Linked DNA regions of Gossypium arboreum: region 1 is linked to region 2. Evidence: chromatin contacts called from public Hi-C data. All regions are on one chromosome and are shown on one strand. The core of a region is the stretch at or near the end of the contact, and the rest is flanking DNA. Distances in the headings are between cores, read along the strand shown. Region 1 holds the start of LOC128281527. Region 2 holds the start of LOC108489411 (probable methyltransferase PMT3).

Region 1 (6,417 bases), core at 995-3,494, 190 kb after region 2:
CCTAAACGTCACATGTGTATGGATGTCTCCCGGTAATTTTCTCTATATTTTAGTCAAGAATAAAACTCTTTACTTCTGGGGTGACAGTCGGTTCTTTAGGGGTTAAGCAAAAATCAGTTCATCCGTGATTAAGGGTGAGTGTTTGATTGAATCGAGTGAAAAGTTTTTGAGTTAATCAAGTTGACAAGTCCTATTTTATCATCTTAACTCGATTTGAATTTTTTTTGAATCGAGTCAAGTGAAATGAAATTTGAGTTGAGCCGAATCGAGTGAAATTATTCGAGTTAAATTAAAAATTAAATATGTCAAATTAAAATCTTGTTACAATATAATTAATTTCATGTTAATGCACATAAATTTGAAATCGTATATATTTAAAAACTTTTTCAAAGCAAAATAAAAAATATATTTTAATATGATAAACTTGAATCATTACTTAACTTATTTAGGTCTCCAAAGTTATTATCCTAGAAATTTTTAATTTTTTAAACTTTCTTTATATATTGTTTTAGAAATTTTATAATTTTTTAAAAATGTAAAATTTGGAATCTTTATAAATATTTTAAATTTTAAAAATTATTTTAAATTTTAAAAATTATTTTGAATTATTTTGTAATTTTAGAGAGACAAATTTGTTTATTTTTATACTTGACATGGACCAAAAAAGGTATTTACACCAATATTTTATTCAAATTATTTGAGTTATTCGAATTTTAAAATTTAACTCGATTTGAACTCAAAACTTAAATTACTTATTTGAGTTGACTCGAATAAATCGAAAAACTTGATTCGATTAATTCGAAATTTAATTTTTTTTAATCGAATCGAGTTTTGCTCGCCCCTATCAATGATATTGAGTTAATTTATATAACTTATTGATAGAGTTAAAACTCTTTTCTTGTATAAAAGTTTTACCTTGGATTTTGAGAAAATATTTTTCAACGTCTTGATGTGCAGGACATTCGTAATCGAAATCCACTGATTGCTTTGTGCTTTTAGTTTTTCTCAGATTTATTTGATGCCATATTAAAATGTTTCCAAATACTCAATTCAACCGAATTTCTAACCAAGCAATCTTAACCTAAAAATCTAACAACAATCCCAAAAATATTAACAAATAAAGTTTGGAACCGTTAACATTGTTTGTCGATATCTTTGAGAATGCTGAAAGATCGTTGTTGTGGAACTTGAATGCTTTAGTACCTGCAAAAGGAGAAGAAACAAAGCAAGAACAAAAAGAAATTACAGCAGAAAAACAAAAACAATGGCAACAGTCACAACGGAAAATCGTTGGGGAGAGGGTTTTGGGAGAGTTTACAAGTTAAAAATATGTTTTAAAGGGCTAAATAAGGTTAAGTATATTTTATAGCTAGGTTTTTGGCTTAGAAACCGATGGGTTTTAGGGTTTAAGTGTTGGGTTGCATCACTGGGTCAGTTTTTTGTTGTAGAACCTGACTTGATGTCGCGACACCAATTCTCATTGTCGTGAGATTCATACCTGGAAATTCCAGGTTTTGTTTTGAACCGCGATACTGGAGTTCGATGTCTCGACATTTCCCCTGAAAAATCATAATTTAATTTGAAGTACAATGTTGCGACATTGCTGGCCCAATGCCCCAACACAAGCTCTGTTTTTGAAAAGTTTACATTTCTCAGGGTGACGGACTAACAGATATTCAATTTTTACCTACTCATATTAATAGAATAACCTCAATGAAAAACATACTTCGCCTCCTACTATATCTTACTCCTACATAATAACTAAAATGAGTTCAAAAATACGAAAATTAAGCATCCAAATTTTACAAAATTTAATGAACTTCAATGATAAAAAATTATTAAGTGTTGCTGACAGATTAATCTGATAGCTCATTAAGTCCTCTCATTGAACTACAAGCATACCTGAGTCCTTCAACTTGCCTGTCTCCTTCGAACAATCCTGAGTACCTGTACACATGGAACTACAAGCATACCTTCGATCAAGGCTGCTAGTGGTTCGAAAAGATAATAAATTATAGTTATCCCCTAAGTAACCTTCGGATTCCTCATACTTGGAGGGATTACCACATTTAAATACTTCCACTTCAAATGGGAATCTCATGATCTTCCGCAAAGTCGAGGACAACAAAATCTATTGGAACAGTAAATTGCCTCACCTTGACCAATACATCTTCTATTACACTTTTTGGGTGTACCAAATACCTATCAGCCAATCATAGTGTTATCGACGTACTTCCAGCTTCCTTAATCCGAGTTTTCTATCGGTGGATAGTGGCATTAAATCAATACTGACCCCTAAATTGCATAGGGTCTTACCAAAATTCATATCCCCTATCTCTATGAGAATTGTAAAACTACCCCAATCTTTTAATTTTGGGGATATTTTCTTAGTGTTTATGGCACTGTAGTAGGTATTACCTTTCTTTAATTTCCTATACCTAGACATAATTTCTTTTAAAAACTTGGCATACTTAGGAATTTTTTTCAATTAAATCCAATAAGGAAAAATTAACATTAAGGTACTTAAATAGATTCAGAAAATTTACAAACTCAACTTCGTCCCTTTTCCGCCTGTCCTCAAGCCTCGATGGGAATTTCATGATCTTCCAATTACTTTGTAGTGCTCAAACACACCCTAATAATCTCTAATTGTAAGACATGTTTTCATTATTAATATTTAATCAATGATTATGACTAAAGGTGTCTAGGGGTTAAGCCGAATCTTAGTTCCAAAATATTTATCAAGTCCAAACTCATTTTTTGGCTGATTCTCTTAAAAAACCTGTTTTACTATTGAAAAAATAAAAAAATATATTTTTATTTTCTATTTTATATACCTTTAAACTTAAATTTTAATTTATAAATATTTTTTATTATTTAAATTAAATTTGAGTCGGATAAAAGTATAAAAATCTTTGTTTAATCCTAAACCCAAATCAGGTCGGGCCAGACTCCACTTTTGGACAGGTCCAATTATCACGTTATGTTTAATTTCTATTAGAATTTATAAACTATCATGTAAACAAAACCCACTAAAAACATCTCAAAACTTCTGTGGAGGAAGTATCAGGTGGGGGCAAGTATAGACATATTCAAGGAAGTGATTTAACTATTCAATCTTGCTTCCTTTGATCATATCAGCCTGATAAATTCTAAATTGCTATTTAAATATACATTTTTAAAATCAGTACCGAAGAATTTGTTGATTTTAATATAAAAACAACAATTTTAATCATAAAATTTCAATTATTTATTATAGAGCCTCATTCTTGTATTGAAGAAAGGAAGGAGGATATGGGAAACACAAAATGTTGACCAAATCGATATATTTTTAGTATTAAAATATTTATATTTCTTATTTATGATGAATACCTGTTCAGAAATCAAATTGGGTTTAATTTATTGAATTATTTAGAATTAAGACAAAATTGATAAAATATATAAATATTGAGAACTAAAAATACTATTATACTTGTTCCGATTTATTTCTACCTCCCTCACTTGGAGATGATTTTTTATTTTTTTAGAAGACAGATCCTTGATTCGACATGTTTGGAAGATAGCTAGATGCCATACATATAACTCAGCCTTTAAGTTTGACACTAAGGGAGAAGCTAGAAAATTTTGTTAGGGGACAGATTAAATAGTTTTTATGATAGAAAAAAATTACAATTTCACCATTTTAATAGCCTATATCTTTATAATTTTTAAAAAATTAATTAAAATTTTATCATTTTTAAGGGGCTAAAATATAATTTTATCTTTATTAATAAAAAATTTTAAAAGTTTAAATAAAAAAAATTATTTTAAGCGTCCAAGACCCTTATCAACCTCCTAGCTAAACCCTATTTAACATGTATCATATACATGTCTAATAGAATTCGCACCTAAGTATCATCATATGCACTCACGTGTCTTCCCTCGCACATGTCTTCCTTGCAAGGGGCTGACCTCTCACCTCAATACACATTCATGTCTACCTCGTGAGATCACGAGGGTGTCGGCTAGAGGTCCAATTCCAAGTCATATTCTATAACAATGCCTATTATAAAAGACCACGTGAATAATTATATTAACAATTTAGCGGAAAATGACTAAAAACAAAAACAATTGAAAACGTTGGTGACAAAATTACAAATTTTTATAGTTTAGTGACCAAAAACTATAATTTACCCAAGCTCAGAATATAATGGTTTATAAAACCTCACATTGAGGAACTTCCCTTTGAACACGAATTACTCTCTATGTTATGCCAAGTATGGCCCCTCCTGACTCAACAACACTTTCATCACTCGAATCTGTTGTTACTACTTTCCAAGACCAGTATCAGTGAAAGGGAGTAATGCATAGGACTACAAAAATTAACACCGAAGTCCAAACCCCAGACAAACACTTATATTGGAGGAAGACGATCAGTCTAGATATCCAACACCACATTTAAAAGGGAAAAACAAAGATAACAATCCGTTTATAATGACTTTTCCATAATTAGTTACTACAAAATATGCTACTCAAAACAATAACAATCCGTTTATAATGACTTTTCCATAATTAGTACTACAAAATATGCTACTCAAAACAATAACATTCGAACATGCTAATCAAAATTCTGGACCGCTAGACACAACATAAAAAACCTCTTGATAACTTAAGCCACGAGTTGCATGCATAAGATTTTGCTGGACAAAAATACCAAGCCGAGGAACAGCAGAACCAATTTCACTCTTCCATGGGCTGATTCTCTTCTGTCTGTGCTTGGGATACATTGACTTTGATTTTTGGAAGACGAAGTGATGAATCTTGTGCAAGTGCGAGCGGAGCTTTGACCAAGTGAATGCCCTGCTCCAATTGCTTCCTTGCTTCTTTCTGCCTCTGGACTTTGCCTGTCTTAAGCCTGGAAAAAGATTTAAAAATGGAAGGGTTATTATTTACCAAAGTGCATGTTATAATATCTTTCAATGGGAAATGAAAGCACCACAAACCAACCTGTTTTTGATGTGGTCAGATGCCCTGTCTGATCTGATTTTATCAATCTTTTTAATAGCCTTCAGAGTATTCTCTGCAAGGTTTCTATCATATCTCTCCGGCCTATTACGTTTTCTCTCAAACTCAAATGTTGAATCCTGGTGCAAAAAAGAAAAGAAATAGAAATCAAGCAGTGTTTTGGTATAAGCATTGTATTAATGCAATAAAAAGCCCAAAATCAATGCCTTAGGTCTATCACCTGTGTCATGTCCTTTCCATGCAAACGCCTATAGGCCTTGGTCCATTTTACTTTACGGGGATTCCTCTTCATCTTGAAGTTCTTGTGGCATTTCGATCTACAGAAACGGAAAATCTGCAAAAGTTTGGACCATCAGAAATTAAAATCAATGCAAACAGCACGAATGACATGTAGGGAACATAGTACTATACATTATTTTAATTGATGCCTTCAATCTGGCATAAATGTTGCTGAAAACTGCATGTATCTCAACACCGCCATGCATAAACACATATACTAAGTATCAAATTTTAGGCCACTACATAGAGAAATGCAACAAAAAAGAAAAATACTGCAATGAGAGTAACTAAAAAATGGATGAGAAAGACATCAAGGCCCGACAAACCAAAGGCCAACTCCATAGAATCAAACCAAATGTGTAGCATGATAAGCCAATATGGATAAGAACTAAATAGAAACAAACAAAAGCAAAGAACCTTTAAGAGGAATAAAGTAATATAACCTCTGAATACATGTAAAAGTAAGAAAGAAACTCCTACCTTGGCGTCGTTGCGAACAAATTGAATACCATGCCCCGGATATACAGTGGAGGAACAAAACCAGCACTTCTCTAATCTCATTCTTCTTAAATTAACTAACAAAACACAATTTCCTGAACAGAAAATAACATTGACAATATCAGAAATCATTTCATAACGAGACTAATTAGCAAAATTTAAGGGGGCATCACAATCTTAAATTGCATAAGTTGGCAATAGCATGAAAAGAGAATCATGTATAAACTGCAGCATATGATACTTCCGTACATTCAATTCATCAGGTTTTCAAGTTTATTCATCAGAAATTATCAAGCATAGACGAGACATAAAAAACCCTAATAAAGAAATTCGACCTAATTATTTTACCCAAGTGAATCAAAATTACTTATTAAAAAAAGTAAATTCACTAAGTTTCAAACCCTATTTCCAAGGTCAGATTGCGTTGAATTAGCCATGTCGAGGCGGCACCATCCACCACTACTAAAGACCTCAATAGCGGTGTGAATAAATTTCACATCAATAACAGCGGATCGCGGCCGCATAAGGCAGCGTAACACGGTGCTAAACAGATGGCTTTAAAAAACCTCCTCAATAAAGTAAGACACAAAGAGTAACAAGCAGTAGGACCGAAAACAGAAAATCAAATATATTGAA
Region 2 (6,994 bases), core at 4,202-6,701:
AGTCCCTGAAGAATCAACTTATGTCGATTAGTCCCTGAAGAATCAACTTGTTTGGTGTTTTGATCAGGTAAGTTCATATGGTATTTATTTATTTAGGTTGTTATGTATTTGATTTGTGTAATGTGTTTGATTGTGGATTAATTGATTGTGAATTGGTTCTAAAGGATAGAATTAGACTAAATTGAAAAAAAATGTGTAAAAGATGCCCGTGTGAACTTAGTAAAGACTAGTATACAATTGAAATGCTACTAAGATCTTGTGCACGCTTGTATGGATTTATTACAAATGTTATCGAGGTCTAGCATTTGTTGCGGATTCTCAAATATATGTGATACAGGTTTAGCTCAGACGAGTAACGTGACATATATATTTTTAGCTCAAATGAGCAACTAGTGTGGTGTAGATACTTGTCTATCTGAGTCTGTTTACTAGGGTTCATCGAGTGAAACAGATTATATGAAATTTAGAAATTGAAAGGGAGTGAAATGAACTCGACATACAAATGGCAAGTTAATGAATGAATTGAACATGAAAATTTGATTAAAGTAATACTTTTAATATGATTTTGATTGTATAATTCTTTGATTGAATAAGTTTGAGATTAGTTATATGATTTGACATGTTAAATGCATGTGCTATCATATGGTTTTGAATGTAAGCCTATGCTCACAACATTGGTGTCTTGTTTGACATGTCTAGCCAAAAATGTTGCCAAGCTATTATAATTTAAAATTTTTAGGTAAGAATAAGGTAAGTTTAGTACTAAACATATGAACTTACTAAGAATTCCATATGTTTACCTTGTTTGTTTTCCATTTTTTTCCTTGTAGATTGATACCTTGCGGAACACGTCATGCCAGATCGTCTCGAAGCTCAGACTATCATCGAATTGGTAGTTATTTGATCATTTTGAGTCTAGGGTTGTGGAATGTATATATAAATGTCTTGGTGAATGAAAAGTTTGGGATGATTATGGCAAATGTTGATTTTTGAATGTTAAGTATGGTATATGAACTAGTAATGTATAGTTAAGCAATATTTGATGTCTTTAGAAATGAGGATCATGCATCTTTGGAACTTGGCATATTAAAGATAGTGAAATGAGGAAATTAGAACGGCTAAAATGATGCCTAGTTGAAAAGGTATGTTTGATTGACATGCTTGATATATGTATTAGTGAATGGTAGATGTCTATAAGCTATTAATGTATAAAATGAACATAAGCGTATGAAGTTAAGGTGAAATGACATGTTTCAATATGGTATGACATAGGTAAAGATAGGTATTTGAATGATTTGGTTGGTATGACCTAATTACATTGAAATGTTTAGGTTTAATTGATGTATAAGCAGTGAATGTCTTGATAATAAGTTAAAGTTGGATGTTTGAACTTGTTTGGCATGTTTTGGTATGTTTTGAATCAAATGGAAGTGATAATTGAGTGTGAATATTGAAATATTTGGTTGGAAACTTTGGCATAGGTACTAAACTGTGCATTTTTTTCTAAAAACAGAAGCCTCATCTCAACGACCAACCTCCCTTGTTGCTGTGTCGACCGACAGTGAGTGACGTCATGACGTTAAATGGCATGAGTTCAAGATGTAACTTCCTATTTTGGAAATGTCATGATGTGAAAAGATGGAGTCACGACATCAGTCGTGAAATTTTAAAACTTTTCAATTTGGTCCTAATTCGTGCTTGAGTTGACAAAAAAGCTTTTGTAAGCTTGATTAAGACTCAAAATTGATTGTTTAACATAAATTGAATGTGATTAATGCTTAATTACATGTATGAATGATTATATACTACGTGTTTGACTGTAGTTGCTCCGGTAACGAATGTGGCACTCCATAACTTTAACTCGATGATCGGACCAAATGAGGAGTGCGACAACGAAAGAGAGATGACGTCACGATATTGATCTTGAATTTTTAAAAATTTGCAATTTGGTTAAGTGAGGAGTGTGATATCCAACGAAAGAGAGATGACGTCATGATATTGATCCTGAATTTTTAAAACTTTGCAATTTGGTCAAATGAGGGGTGCGTCATCCAACCAGAGAGAGATGATGTCACGATTTGATCCTGAATTTTTAGAACTTTTCAATTTGGTCATAATTCGTGCTTGAGTTGACAAAAGAGCTTCCGTAAGCTCGATTAAGACTCAGAATTGATTGTTTAACATGAATTGAATGTGATTAACACTTCATTGTATGTGTGAATTATTATATACTGCATATTTGACTATAATTGCTCCGAAAACGAATGTGGCACTCCATAATTTAGACCCAGAGATCAAGGTCAAGTGAGGGGTGTTATAGTACCCATCCACGATACAACTCCTAATGGTATCCATCCACGATACAACTCTGAAAGGTACCTATCCATGGTACGACTCCTAACGGTACCATCCACAACATGACTCCTAATAGTAGCCATCCACAATAAAACTCCTAATGGTTCCCCTCCATGGTACAACTCCTAGTTGTATCCGTCTACGACACGACTCCTAAAGGTACCTATCTATGGTATGACCCATAATGGTATCCATCCATGGCATGGTTCGTATAGGTACCCATCCACGGTATGACTCCTAAAGGTATGCATCTACGGTACAACTCCTAATGGCACCCATCCATTACACAACTCTTAAAGGTATCATCCATGGTATGGCTCCTAATGGTACCCCTCCATGGTACGACTCCTATGGTACTCATCCACGATACAACTCTTAAAGGTATCTTTCTACGGTATAACTCTTACTAGTATCCTTCATGGTATAACTCCTAATGGTTCCCATCCACGGTACTACTCCTAATGGTACCCATCACAGCACAACTCCTAAAGGTACCTTTCTACTGAGGGTTCATTTATTGGATGGTAGCTTACCTTGTTACATCTGCATAATCCTGAATGGTTGGTATTGCCTTCGAGGCAAGCTTAATTTTGAATAGTTGCTTTACCTTCAGCATTAGCACAATTTAAATACTTATGAACGGTTGCGATGCCTACGATGCTGACATAATTCCAAATACTTGCAATTCAACATAGTTTTTGTAAAAAGAAATGCAAGTAGATTTTTGTCTCACACAAGGTCACTTTATAATATTCCTTTCGACTAGGGGGCAATGGTTATCATGATGTGGGTCCCACCAAGGATCACTATATATAGTCAACTCTCTCTATAACAGCCACCTATTATAACAATATTTCGCTATAACAATTAAGTTTCTAGAAGAATCGATTTTAATGTTTTATTTTAACTCTTTATAATAGTTTTCATTTATAACAACAACATTTATAGTTATGAAGTACATACCTTATTAAATTAATTATCAATAACAACGTATAATCTAAATTTTTAAGTAAAATTATAGTTATTTCATATAAGCAAGCCTATTAATTATTGTTTATTAAATGAAAATGATCTTAATTAAAATATTACATCAATAAAATGATTATATTTCACATGAAATTTATTAACTATATTTTATTAAATGAAAATAATCTTCAATAAGTTAAAGTAAAGATATCAATTCTACTATGAATTTGGAACATCATAAGCGTATAAATTGATTACTTGAATTTAGTAGCTCATGATAAATTAATTAATTTAATTTGATAACTTATGTTGATTAATTGAACTTGTTAGATTTATGAACTTTATAATTACTCATGTGAAAAATGTAAAATAAAATATGCATAAAACATTAATATATGCATACATCTTTTAATTTTGTTAATTTGATTATCACTTTCTTTTTTGAATATAATTCTCACTTTCTTTATTTGATGAAAATTCACGAACCATTATCTATCTATAACATCATGCTATTATAAGTGTACTATAGTCACCTCTCTATAATAGACAAAATCTGGATAGACAAATAGAGCTGTTATGAAGAAGGTTGATTGTATATATAATTTTTAGGATTAAGGTAACGGGGCTTCTTTTTTGGGGTTCTTCCTCTTTTCCACTCTTTTTCCACTCTTTAGCCATCATACCCATTTCTTAACTTACTCTTCAGCCATGAGATCTCTCCATTGCTCCTCTCTCTCATCTCCTCCTCTTATAACTCTTCGCCTTATAAGGTGAATTGTTCTAAATTCCCTACCACATTTTCCTCCTTTCCTCATTTCTTATTGATTTCTTGTAGCAACAAATTAGATAATGATTAAAATACCATTGTTTTACAAATTAAATTATATTACTTTAGATGTTATAGAAAAATAGAAAAACACAAAATTTTTAATTAAAACCTTATAATTTTAAACATTTTTATTTTACCATTTTAAAGTCTCATTTATTATTATATCAATTTTTATAATTTTATTTCTTACATAATTCTTGACTCTATGCATTTTAATATTTTAGAATTTCTGATTAGTTTTATTATTAGAAAAACAAACATTTTTAGAAACTCAAATAAAATAATTTTTATTGCAAATAATAATATCATTTTATTTACTTTTGATTTTCTTTTAATTTTTTTTTGGGTTTTAGAGTTTCTCATATTTGATAGTTAATATGAGTTTTGAGTTTAGATTAAAATCTATATAAGGCTTTATTTGATAAGTCATAAAAAATTTAAATAAGATGAAAATTTATATAAACAAATCATAGAATTTTTAATGAAAAAGGTTGAAAATAATAAATAAATAGAGAGCTACTTATCTAATTTGGAATTTTTAAAATTTTTTATACTTTTAACATTAACCTTTAAACATTTTACCTTTAAAAGTTTGAAATTATTATTTAACAAACAATTTAAATTTAGTACTTAATTTTAAGTAATATATCAAACAAATTTTATAATTTAAATTCAATACTTAAATTTTTACATCTTAATCTTTCGGTAACACATAATTTTATGATGACACGTGGATATAGATCTTTTTTTTTGCATTATAAATAAATGGTTAACTTTTTTTTGGTCTTTCTACTATGTTTAAATTTGAGTTTTAATCCTTATACTTTAATTCCTAATATAATTTGGTTTTATATTTTTATAATCTTATTAATTAGTTTAAATAACTAATATATTAACTTTTAAATTAAAATGGTACATGGTTATATATAATTAAAAGTGAACTTTTAAATTTAAAAATATAAGGATTAAATTTTGAAAATAAAATAGAGGCTAAATACTCTCAAATGTACGAAGTGCATAGAGACTTAAACCCATCGTTATTTGAACTGGACCAAAACCGGCCAAAAGAGTCATCAGACTAATCGATTAAATCATGCTAAGAAAAGGGTTGAATTAATTTTAAATTTTTTAATAATTTATTTAATAAATTGTATCAATATAATTGTTTTTGACTAAATTCTAAAAATTTTATTTAGAGTATTAGAAATTTTTACAATAAATAGTTATAGTTTTAAATTCTGAAGTTAAATAAACTCAAATAACTTAATTAGAAAACATGAAAGAGACCAAAATTTACTTCTGATTTTTATGATTTCCAAACACGACAGCCGACACTAACATTAATCAATTTAAAAAGAAATTTGCATTTCGTACAAATCATAGATCCAAACATAGATCCTTTGAACACCAACCTTGGAACGTAACACTGTTTCTCTCTCTTTTATCTCCCGGGCTGTAGTTCATACATACACTACCTCTCTAAAAATAGCCCCTCCTCTCTGAAAATAGCATTAGGGAAAAGAAAAAAAAAATACAACTAGATTCTTCGAGGTCTAAATTCCCTCTCCCCATTTTTTTCTCCCTTTTTCTTTTTTTGTTTTTGGTTCTTTCATTTAGGGAGATAACTTATAGTATCTTTTTCTTAGATCTCAACTCCACTTTCTTGCTCCCTTCGTTTTATTGATTGAAACCCAGTAAGGCTTTGATCCTTTTAAGCTTGTTTTCTTTGTGAGCATTGATGGGTTTTCACTGAAATTTTGTTTTCGTTTCTTTTATGGAGATCTGACTTATATGTTCTGCTTGTTTTTGTGGTAGTTTTAATGGGTCAATCTTGATTTCTTATCTTTACTATCAAATGTTACTGTTTTTGTTTTCTTTGGAATCAAAGTTTGATTCTTGATGGTTTAATTTGGTTTAGTTTTTTTTTTTCTTAATGCTAAAGTTTGGATTTGAGTTGAGTTTTTGAATCAGATCTGTTGCTCTATTTCATTAGAGTTACTAAGTAGCTGTCGTTTTCATGATTCCAATTGTTTCAATTCAGTGAAAAAAAAAGGCATTGGTTTCATGCTTTTAGTATCTTTTCATGGATCAATCTTTTTCATTGCTTGGTTGTCAATCAACTGGTTACAAGTGTCGGCAGTTAGCATCTTTTAGCATACTCGTTTCCTTTTGTTTTATGTAATATAAGTTTTTATCCTAGATTTTGACTATTAATATGGATCTGAGTTGTTAAACAAGTTTCGTACTTGCTTTTGAACTTTATTGTTGAACCTTCTGCAAGACCATGTTATGAGTTAAAGGTTATAGATTGATGCTGTTTCACCGGAACAGTTAAGTGCCTTAGTGTCATTAGACAAAAGGGGTTGACATGTTGAGTGTTTCATTTATATTATTAAATTCACCATTTTGAGCTGGACAGATTTGAAGATAGTATAGGTTGAGGCTTTTGGGGCTTCTTAGTTGTTTAATAAGTGGGTTCACTTGCTATTTTTGGTGTTATATTTAATTTTCTAGTTCAATGTTCAATTCAGCTTGCTTTGTTCATTGGTGGCTGGCTTTGCTCTTACTCTCTTTCATCATCTTTTATCGATTAATTGATTATTTGAAGTAATAGTAATATGATCTTTTAAACTTGAGTTTCAGTTTTTTTATTCTAAAAGTATCTTAGAAGAAGTAACTTAAGCAACTTGTGTGTTTAACTCACATGCTGAAAAGAGTTACCTGATTGTTTCTTTACTTGTCTGTTTACAGGTTTGATAAGTTTTCTTCAGTGTTAGTCATTCTACTGAATAAACTAATGCTAGCAACAAAAGAGTTCTATTTTGGATATAAAGTTTGACGTGA

Evidence for each region. Hi-C and Micro-C count contacts between places; a contact is called where the count stands out from the background.
Region 1: a contact with region 2 is called in a Hi-C map of leaf, with 5 times the contacts expected there. The contact joins the promoter of LOC128281527 here to the promoter of LOC108489411 in region 2. A contact is called at or near these places in 2 of 5 Hi-C or Micro-C datasets (both in leaf).

What each region holds. Positions count from the first base shown.
Region 1 is chr10:92,264,292-92,270,708 of ASM2569848v2, forward strand. It overlaps LOC128281527, which reads right to left and starts at 2,245. Exons shown (of 2, transcript XM_053019724.1): 1 at 1,903-2,245; 2 at 987-1,203. The coding sequence starts at 2,101. The coding sequence ends at 1,082. It overlaps LOC108487341 (probable ribosome biogenesis protein RLP24), which reads right to left. Exons shown (of 5, transcript XM_017791655.2): 2 at 5,764-5,876; 3 at 5,225-5,338; 4 at 4,987-5,123; 5 at 4,437-4,894. The coding sequence starts at 5,844. The coding sequence ends at 4,720.
Region 2 is chr10:92,070,090-92,077,083 of ASM2569848v2, forward strand. It overlaps LOC108489411 (probable methyltransferase PMT3), which reads left to right and starts at 5,452. Exons shown (of 8, transcript XM_017793948.2): 1 at 5,452-5,844; 2 at 6,902-6,994.